Regions from separate parts of the Oryctolagus cuniculus genome. Here region 1 is linked to region 2. A link is a contact called in public Hi-C data. All regions are on one chromosome and are shown on one strand. Each heading gives the region's core, a stretch centred on a gene start, on an enhancer-like site or on the middle of the called end of the contact. The rest is flanking DNA. Distances are from core to core; before and after follow the strand shown.

Region 1 (4,688 bases), core at 1,686-4,185, 150 kb before region 2:
TTCTAGATCCCCGTCACCATGTCTCTCCAAATACCAGACCTCTCTGGCTCCCCTTCCATGTCTCTAACCTGTAGGAACTCTGTGTTCCTGTCTAAGGCCTAAGACATTGTCTCTGCTTTGCATTAAATTCCATCCTCACTTTCCCAACTCATTGACAGCCATTTTCCCCTTTCTCTTCTATATCCTCTGTACCAGGCCATTCCCATGCTGTTATTTGTTTATTCCATCTCTAAGAACATTTCTCCTGCTCCCGTGTCTCCTGCCAATTACTGCTGTGTCCTCTTTTACAACAAACCTCTTCAAAAGAATTCCTCTGTACTCACTCCTCCAGCCCCTCCCCAATTCTCTTTCAAACTCAGTCCAATCAGAATGAGGAGCCAGAGTGATACATGATGGCATTAGGCCCCCTGGGTTTTAGAGTGGTTTGCTACAGTACAAATAAGTGGCAGAGCACCTCAGAGAGTGCAGTGCAGGCCTTCTCTAGGAAGAAGAGAGCCCCTATCCTCAAAGAGTTGTGCACTTTTGCCTCCTTGTTTCAGCAAAAGAGGAGTTAAGGGTACAGATTGCAAGCATGTTAGACCAATGGAAATCAGATGTTTTAACTGAGCCAAAGTCACTGATAATGATTGGGGTACACTCCCAGAATTTGAAATTTAGCATGTTGGTGGGAGTCCTGGGGGTGGTGCTAATGATATGCAAGGTTGGCTAATGAAAGCTGGGATTCATTAATAGTCTAGAGTTAATGGGGCTGAAATGCCAGGAATTCCCTAATATACTCTTCAGGGAAATAGAACTGGTCCACTATGTTCTACCTCCTCAGCCACTCACTAACTTGACGCTTGTGGGAAGAGCTATTAAGAGAGAATAGAAAATGCATCAGGGAGGCAGGCTCTTCCTGAGGAGCCCTGAGGTCAGAAACAGTGGAGGACAAGACAACAGCAGAAATGCATGCACTTAGCCCAGTGGGAATAAGGGAATTCAAGCATGTTCAAGGCCAAGTGGGAGTGTGTCAGTGTCAGGGACAATGTGGTCCACTTTCCCAAGTCACAGAGATGGAGCAGTAATCAGACTGCTCAACCTGCTGTGCCCTGTGGCAAGGAGCTTCCAAGAAATCAGAAATCAGAAATCAGAAACTGACTGCTTCCTATGATGCTGCTTGACATAGGGAGGCAGGAAATAAAATCTAGGTCTGCTAGGGCAGAAACCCAATCCAAACTACCAGTGTGCCTTCCACCTAATAACCCACAACTGAGTCAGTTCAGAGTCTGAGAGTCCCTGGTGCCCCTGACAAAAGTTCTTGCAATATAGCAGTAGGTGTATTCCAGGGATCTTCCACTAAGCCAGTGCACTACGGACATTCTGGGCTGGGCATTTCCTTGTTGTGGGGGCCATCCTGGGTATGATGGGAGGTTTAGCAGCATCTCTGGTCTCTATATCCTGGATGCCAGAAGCATTTCCACTCGCTAATTGTGACAAATATTTTCCAAATATTCCCAGGTAGTAGGATTACCAGATTTAGCAACTAAAAATACTGACTAAATTGGAATTTTGGTTTCAAACTATTGGATGGGCCATACTTATATCCAAGATTATTATTCTATACATGTATCAAAGCATCACATAATATCCTATAAATATGTACAATTTTAATATATTTACATATTTTTATTTCATTTAAAATATTGGGTTTTTGGTCTTAAAATTAACTGGGCACTTGTATGATGTATTCAGAGTGGCAAGTTATGGAAATGAGCAGACAGATGGAGTCTTGGTCTGACTTAGGCTGACAGTTGCCCCCCACAGGGAGCACCAGCTGTTATGGTAGGAAGCATCAAATGCAATCTCCCAACCTACCCTCTCACTCCTGCCTTTTTGCTACCAAGATAAGAACCCAGAGATAATACAGGCTGAGCATTCCTAATACAAAAATTTGAAATCCAAAATACTCCAAAACCCAAAACTTTTTGAGCATTGATTTGATGTCACAAGTGGAAAATTCCATACCTGACCATATGGGCTGAGTTGCAGTTAAAACACAGATGCTCTAAAAATATTGTATAAAATTGCCATCCGGCTATGTGTATAAGGTGTATATTGAAATGTAATTTAATTTCATGTTTAGAGGTGGGTACCAAGGTATACCCTAAGATATTTCATTGTGTATAAACAAATATTTCAAAATGTGATCAAAAATTCAAAACCTAAAACACTTCCAGTACCAAACATTTCAGATGAGTGTTACTCGATCTGCACCACTTTCCCAGGAGAATTGTAGATTTAATACCACCACAGGGACTTCTGGGATACAGGGGCAGTAATTCAACTGATATTCCAATTTAATTCATCTAGTTGGCTGGTATGACAGTCAGATGGGTCACACAGAAGGGCATTACATTACTCTAATCCTAACCAATTGGTGATGCCAATCTCAGTGGTGGTTCAAGATGAGGTATCTTGGGGACTGGTGTTGTGGTGCAGTGGGTTAAGTCAATGCTTGTGATGCTGGTATCTCATACTGGAGGGTTAGTTTATGTCCTGGCTGCATTGCTTCTGATCCAGCTCCCTGATAATGCACCTGGGAAAGCAGTGGAAGATGACCCAAGTGCTCCCCATGTGAGAGACCTGGATGAAGTTCCTGGCTCCTGGCTTTGGCCTGGCCCAGCTCTCTCTGTTGCAACCATTTGGGGAGTGAATCAGCAGATGGAAAAATCTCTGTGTCTCTTCCCCTTCTCTGTTACTCTGCATTTAAATAAATAAATAATCTGTTTAAAGGATCTTAGTATCTCAGTATCTTACAAGAGAAAATTGATATAGCACCTGGTACCTTATAAGCAGATATTCAAGGAGAGAGGCGCCTTTCTCTGAAGGGAGGAAGGAACCTCCACTGTGATATGGCCTTGACTAAACAAGTTCAGAGTCGGTGAACTCAAGGGGCTTCCATAGCCTAGACAGCTCATAGCAAGAGTCTTCGGTGATTGCTGATGTCATAAATAAGAGTGCCAATTGTTAAATCAACAATGGGAGTCACTGGGTACATGCTCCCCACGTAGGATCTCTGTCCTTAATGTGTTTTACTATGAAACTTAAAAACAACACTACTAGTTGAACAATACCCTATACCTTGTGTGGTTGTGTGAGTACAGCCTGTTGAAATCCTTACTTAGTATATACTAAGTTGATCTTCAGTATATGAAGGTAATTGAAAATGAAACTCGATGAAGGGCAGGATGGGAGAGGGAGTGGGAAAGGGGAGGGCCACGGGAGGGAGGGAGGTGGGGGGGCACAACAATACAAAAGTTACACTTTGTAAATTCACATTTATTAAATAAAAAAAACTATATAACAAACAAAAAAAAGAAAAAGAAAAAAAAAACTTAATACTTTACCCTTTTAGTATTTTTTATGTTCTACTTAAAACTATTGGTTGAACTCTGTAATTAATACACAATTACTCTTAGGTGTTTAATTAATGCTATAAAACTAGTACTCAAATAGTATTTTACACTTTGTGTTTCTGTGTGGGTGCAAACTGTTGAAATAGTTACTTAATATATGCTAAATTGATCTTCTGTATATGAAGATAATTGAAAATTAATCTTGATGTGAATGGAAGGGGAGAGGGAGAGGGGGAGGGGAGTGTTGTGGGTGGGAGGGAAGTTATGCGGGGGGGAAGCTATTGTAATCCATAAGCTGTACTTTGGAAATTTATGTTCATTAAATAAAATTTAAAAAGCAGATATTTACCTATCAAATAAGTGTTTCCTTTCTTATCGATTAGGAAAACTAAAACAGCTTGCATTTACCTGGCAAGAACAATAACATACATTCATGTTCACCTATATACCTACGGCAGCTCTGGCATCCCATATGGGCACGGATTTGAATCTTGCCTGCTTCACTTCTGATCCAACTCTCTGCTACGGCCTGGGAAAGCAGTAGAGGCTGGCCCAAGTGCTTGGGCCCCTGCACCCACATGGAAGACCTGGAAGAAGCTCCTGGCTTCGGATTGGATCATCTCTGGACATTGCCGCCATTGGGGAAATGAACCAGTGGATGAAAAACCTCTCTCTGTTAACTCTGTCTTTCAAATAAGTGAAATATTTCTTTAAAGAAAGTACAAAGTAGAAAACTCTTCACTTACATGTATGAGTGCCAAAAGGTGGGAGTTAAACCTCTTTTTTTATATAAATTATTACTTTTTTGGAAGATTTATTTATTTATTTGAAAGGTGGTTTACAGAGAAAAAGGAGAGACAGACACAGACTGATTCACTCACCAAATGGCTGCAGTAGCTGGAGCTGTGCCAGGGGTTCCATCTGGGTTTCCCATGCGGGGCAGGGGTCCATGTACTTGTGTCATCTTCCACTGCCTTCCCGGTGCATTAGCAGGGAAGTAGATTGAAAGCAGAACAGTTGATTCTCAAACAAGCACCCATATGGGATGCCAGCATCACAGGTGGCAACTTGCTCACTGCGCCACAATGCTGGCCCGAGGATATCCCTTTTTAAAAGCAAGTTTATTTATTTATTTATTTGAAAGGAAGAGTGAGTGAGAGAGAGAGAGAGCGAGATTTTCTATCTGCTGGCTCACTCCCCAAATGCCTGCAATAGCCAGGGCTGGGCTAGGCTGAAACCAGGAGCCAGGAACTCCATCTGGGTCTCCCATGTGGGTGACAGGGACCTAGTTAT
Region 2 (4,208 bases), core at 91-2,590:
GTGTTGAGAAGCCCCAGTCCTCAAGCTGTCAGCATTTAGAGTCTCTTGGGAGAGATTCTGATTTAATTGGTATGGGTATGACCTATACTTGGAGGTCTTTAGCAGATGAAACCACCACCTGCAGTGCTGACAATCCCATATGGGTTCCGGTTCAAGTTCCAGCAGCTCCTCTTCTGACCCAGCTCCCTGCTAATGTGCCTGAGAAAGCAGCAGAGGATGGCCCAAGTGCTTGAGCCCCTATACCCACGTGGGAGAATGGAAGAAGCTCCAGGCTCCTGACTTCAGACCGGCCTAGCTCTGGCCATTGCTGCCATTTGGGGAGTGACCCAGCGGATAGAGGACCTCACTCTGCCTCTCTATAATTCTACCTTTTAAATAAGTTTTAAAAAATAAAACCACCTCAGGCTATTTACAATTCTGGCTAGTTCAAAGAATTTTTTTTTTTTGGACAGGTAGAGTTATAGACAGTGAGAGAGACAGAGAAAAAGGTCTTCCTTCTGTTGGTTCACCCCCCCCAAATGGCCACCATGGGCGCTGCTGCACCGATCTGAAGCCAGGAGCCAGGTGCTTCTTCCTGGTCTCCCATGTGGGTGCAGGGGCCCAAGTACTTAGGCCATCCTCCACTGCCCTCCCGGGCCACAGCAGTGAGCTGGACTGGAAGAGGAGCAACCCGGTGCCCATATGGGATGCTGGTGCCGCAGGCAGAGGATTAACCAAGTGAGCCATGGCGCCAGCCCCCAAAGGATTTTATCAACCATAGTATGAGCAGGAATGGATTTAAAATTTTTTTCCACTAAAGTTTTAATCTTTTAATTCCATTTTCCATGACCCTTTTGAAGTCCCCTTATATTGTTTCAGGGGCAGGTGTTTGGCATAGTGCTTAACGTGCTGCTTAGGATGCCCATATCTCATATTGGAGTGTCTGGGTTTGAGGCCTGGCTCGGCTTCCAATTCTAGCTTCCTGCCAGTGTGCACTCTGAGAGGTAGCAGATGATGTCTCAACTACCTGGGTCCCTGCCACCCGGGTGAGAGACCCAGGATTCAGTTCTAGTTCCTAGATCTTCACTTCAGTCTAGCCCAATTCTGGCTGTTGCAAGTATTTGAGGGGTGAACTGGTAGACAGGAGATCTTTCTCTCTCCCCTCCCCTTTCAAATAAGTAAAATAAATACACAGCTATTTAAAAACAAAAATATTTGTTTCAATAGTAGTACTTGACTTTCATATTTGCAGTAGGTGGGTTCTCGATAGAAATAGACATGAATCCAAGGTCCTAAGCTGCTCCAGTATCTGCCAGTGAAATACAAAACATGTTTGCATATCCCTTAAAACAGGAAGATCCGGCTGGCTGGAACAATGTTACCCAGTTAGTGAAGACCATAGCAAGTCCGTAGTCTTGGCATTGCTTCCTTAAAGCTGCTTCCTTCTTGGCCAGGAGTTGTCGGTCTTTTCCTGAAGCACATCGACCCACAGGGACGCATTAGGAAATGTCCAAAGAATTCCTACAGTTCTGTTTCCTTCAGTGTCCCCTGGCAGAGACCTTGACAGCCTCTTCTCTGAAGTACAATGGGCAAACATGTTTGTCCTGGGCCTTCTCTTTAGGTAACAACTGGAAGGTCTTCCAGAGACTCTAGCAGGTTGCAACACATCGCTTCGGCAGCAGCACATCACCCCTCTTGACTCTTTCTACAGGTTCATTTGGTAAAAGCAAGATTCTAATCATAAAAGCACATAAGCACGAAACCTGGAGGGTATGCATTCCTGTTATGTTTTGACTTGCAAAAGATCTTTTCTCTCCCAAAAAAAGTAGGGATCCGAACTTTATTTTTCTTTCCTTTCCTTTTTTTGTTTTAAAAAGATTTATTTATTTATTTGAAAGGCAGAGTTACAGAGTGGCAGAGAGAGAGAGGTCACCCATCTGCTGGTTCACTTCCCAAATGGTCACAACAACTGGAGCTGGACTGATCTAAAGCCAGGAGCTTCTTCGGGTCTCCCACAGGGATGCAGGGGTCCAAGGACTTGAGCCATCTTCCACTGCTTTCCCAGGCCATAGCAGAGAGCTAGACTGGAAGTGGAGCAGCCGGGACGTGAATTGGTGGTGGCTTTAACCTCAATGGCACAGTGCTGACCCCAAGGAATCTGAACTTTTGCACTACTTTTATTTATTTATTTATTTATTTTTAATTTATTTGACAGGTAGAGTTAGAGAGAGAGAGACAGAGAGAAAGATATTCCTTCCATTGGTTCACTCTCCAAATGGCCACAACGGCCCGAGCTACGCCAATCCAAAGCCATGAGCCAGGAGCTTCCTCCTGGTTTCCCATGCGGGTGCAGGGGCCCAAGTACTTGGGCCATCCTCCACTGCTATGCCAGGCCACAGCAGAGAGCTAGACTGGAAGAGAAGCAACTGGGACTAAAACCGGCGCCCACATGGGATGCCGGTGCCGCAGGCGGAGGATTAACCTAGTGCACCACGGCACCAGCCCCTGCACTACTTTTCTACAGATAGAATTATTTCAACCTACTTGGTGTTGAAAAGAAAAACTAAAAATATGAATGACTCATGGAGGCATACTTCATTCTAAAAACTTGCCCTCTTGCACTTTCATAAAAATACTCTTATCAGTCTATCAATTCCATCAATTCTTCCTTTGTAATGTGTAGGGATTCTGTTTCTTCGTAACCTCTGATCATACATTTCTTAGTCCTTTATCATTACATATCTGACCATTTTCTATATTTTCTGCCAATGGCATTCCCTCTCTCCTCCAACTTGAACTGTCTTACACCTTGTCCCAGGATAGTTTTTTTTTTTTTTTTTTTTTTTTAAGATTTATTTATTTTGGGGCCAGCATTATGGTATAGAGGGTAAAGCCACTGCCTGCAGTGACGGCATCTCATATGGGCACTGGTTCAAGTCCCAGCTGCTCCACTTCTGATCCAGCTCTCTGCTATGGCCTGAGAAAGCAGTAGAAGATGGCCCAAGTCCTTGGGACCCTGCACCTGTATGGGAGACCTGGCAGAAGCTTTTGGCTCCTGGCTTCGAATTGGCGCAGCTCCAGCCCTTGCGGCCAATTGGGAGTGAAACAGCAGATGAAAGACCTCTCTCTCTCTCACTCTTTCTCTCTCTCTCTCTGTGTGTAACTCTTTCAAATAAATAAATTTAAGAAAGATTTATTTTATTTGAAAGAGTTACAGAGAGGGAGAGGGAGAACTTCCATCCACTGGTTCACTCCCAAGATGACTGCAAAGTCCCGGGCTGGTCCAGGCCAAAGCCAGGAGCCAGGGCCTTTATCCAAGTCTCTGACATGGGTGGCAGGGGCCCAAGGACTTGGGCCATCTTCCACTGCTTTTCCCAGGCCATTCATTAGCAGGGAGCTGGATTGGAAGTGGACAGCTGGGACATGAACAGGAGCCCAAATGGGATGCTGGTGTCGCAGGTAGCGGCTTTACCCACCTACAAGGGCCACAACATTGGCCCTTGCCAGCATAATCTTATTTCTAGAACTACCAAACTCTTTCTTCCTATCATCACCTATTGAAAAACCATTCATTCTTCTCATTACTAAAAAGTCTAAACATCTGAGCCCGGAAAGCAAGGCCACCATATCCTGAGACTTAGAAGCTGTTTCCTACTCTTCTTTTGTAAGACAGCTAGGATGCAACACAAATGGTCAATCTGTATCTCGTAATCATGCCGCTGAATCTCTCAATTCCGTCTCTCTGTTTTTTTTTTTTTTTTAAAGGTATTTTTTATTTGGGGTGCAGAGGGAAGGGATAGGCAGAGGCAGAGTCACAGGAAGGGATAGGCAGAGGCAGAGGGAAGTCTGCTTGTTCATTCCACAAATGGCCTGTGCCAGGCCAAAGCCAGGAGCCAGAAGCTTCATCTTGGTCTCCTACATGGGTACAGGGGCCCAAGCACTTGGGCCATCTTCTGCTGCTTCCCCAGGTGCATTAGCAGGGAGCTGGATCAGAAATGGAGCAGCTGGGATTCAAACCAGTGCCCATATGGAATGATGGCACTGCAGGCAGTGGCTTTACCTGCTATACCACAGTGCCAACCCCAACAGTCACATTTTGTAATTTAAAAACTAAATATTCCCAAGTGCTCAAACAACAAAATAAGTCACAAAACAAATTGAAATTAATATGGTCAAAGGTAGTTATTTTAAATATCCCATTGTCTTCTCCAAACTTGTAAGATTTCAAC

Evidence for each region. Hi-C and Micro-C count contacts between places; a contact is called where the count stands out from the background.
Region 1: a Hi-C map of liver shows a contact between it and region 2, with 6 times the contacts expected there. The contact joins the promoter of LOC127483174 here to the enhancer-like site in region 2. A contact is called at or near these places in 2 of 6 Hi-C or Micro-C datasets (embryonic fibroblasts and liver).

What each region holds. Positions count from the first base shown.
Region 1 is chr8:77,553,112-77,557,799 of mOryCun1.1, reverse strand. LOC127483174 (polycystin-2-like) reads left to right here and starts at 2,935. Exons shown (of 7, transcript XM_070047874.1): 1 at 2,935-3,195.
Region 2 is chr8:77,405,838-77,410,045 of mOryCun1.1, reverse strand. All of the region lies in intron 2 of LOC103350759 (a long non-coding RNA gene), which reads left to right. It also overlaps a transcript of LOC100008640 not described here. Among named protein-coding and RNA genes, the nearest start is that of PPM1K, 57 kb to the right of the region's middle. Within about 2 kb of position 1,340, at least 3 of the 8 cell types and tissues checked have an H3K27ac peak or open chromatin away from gene starts, as enhancers often do.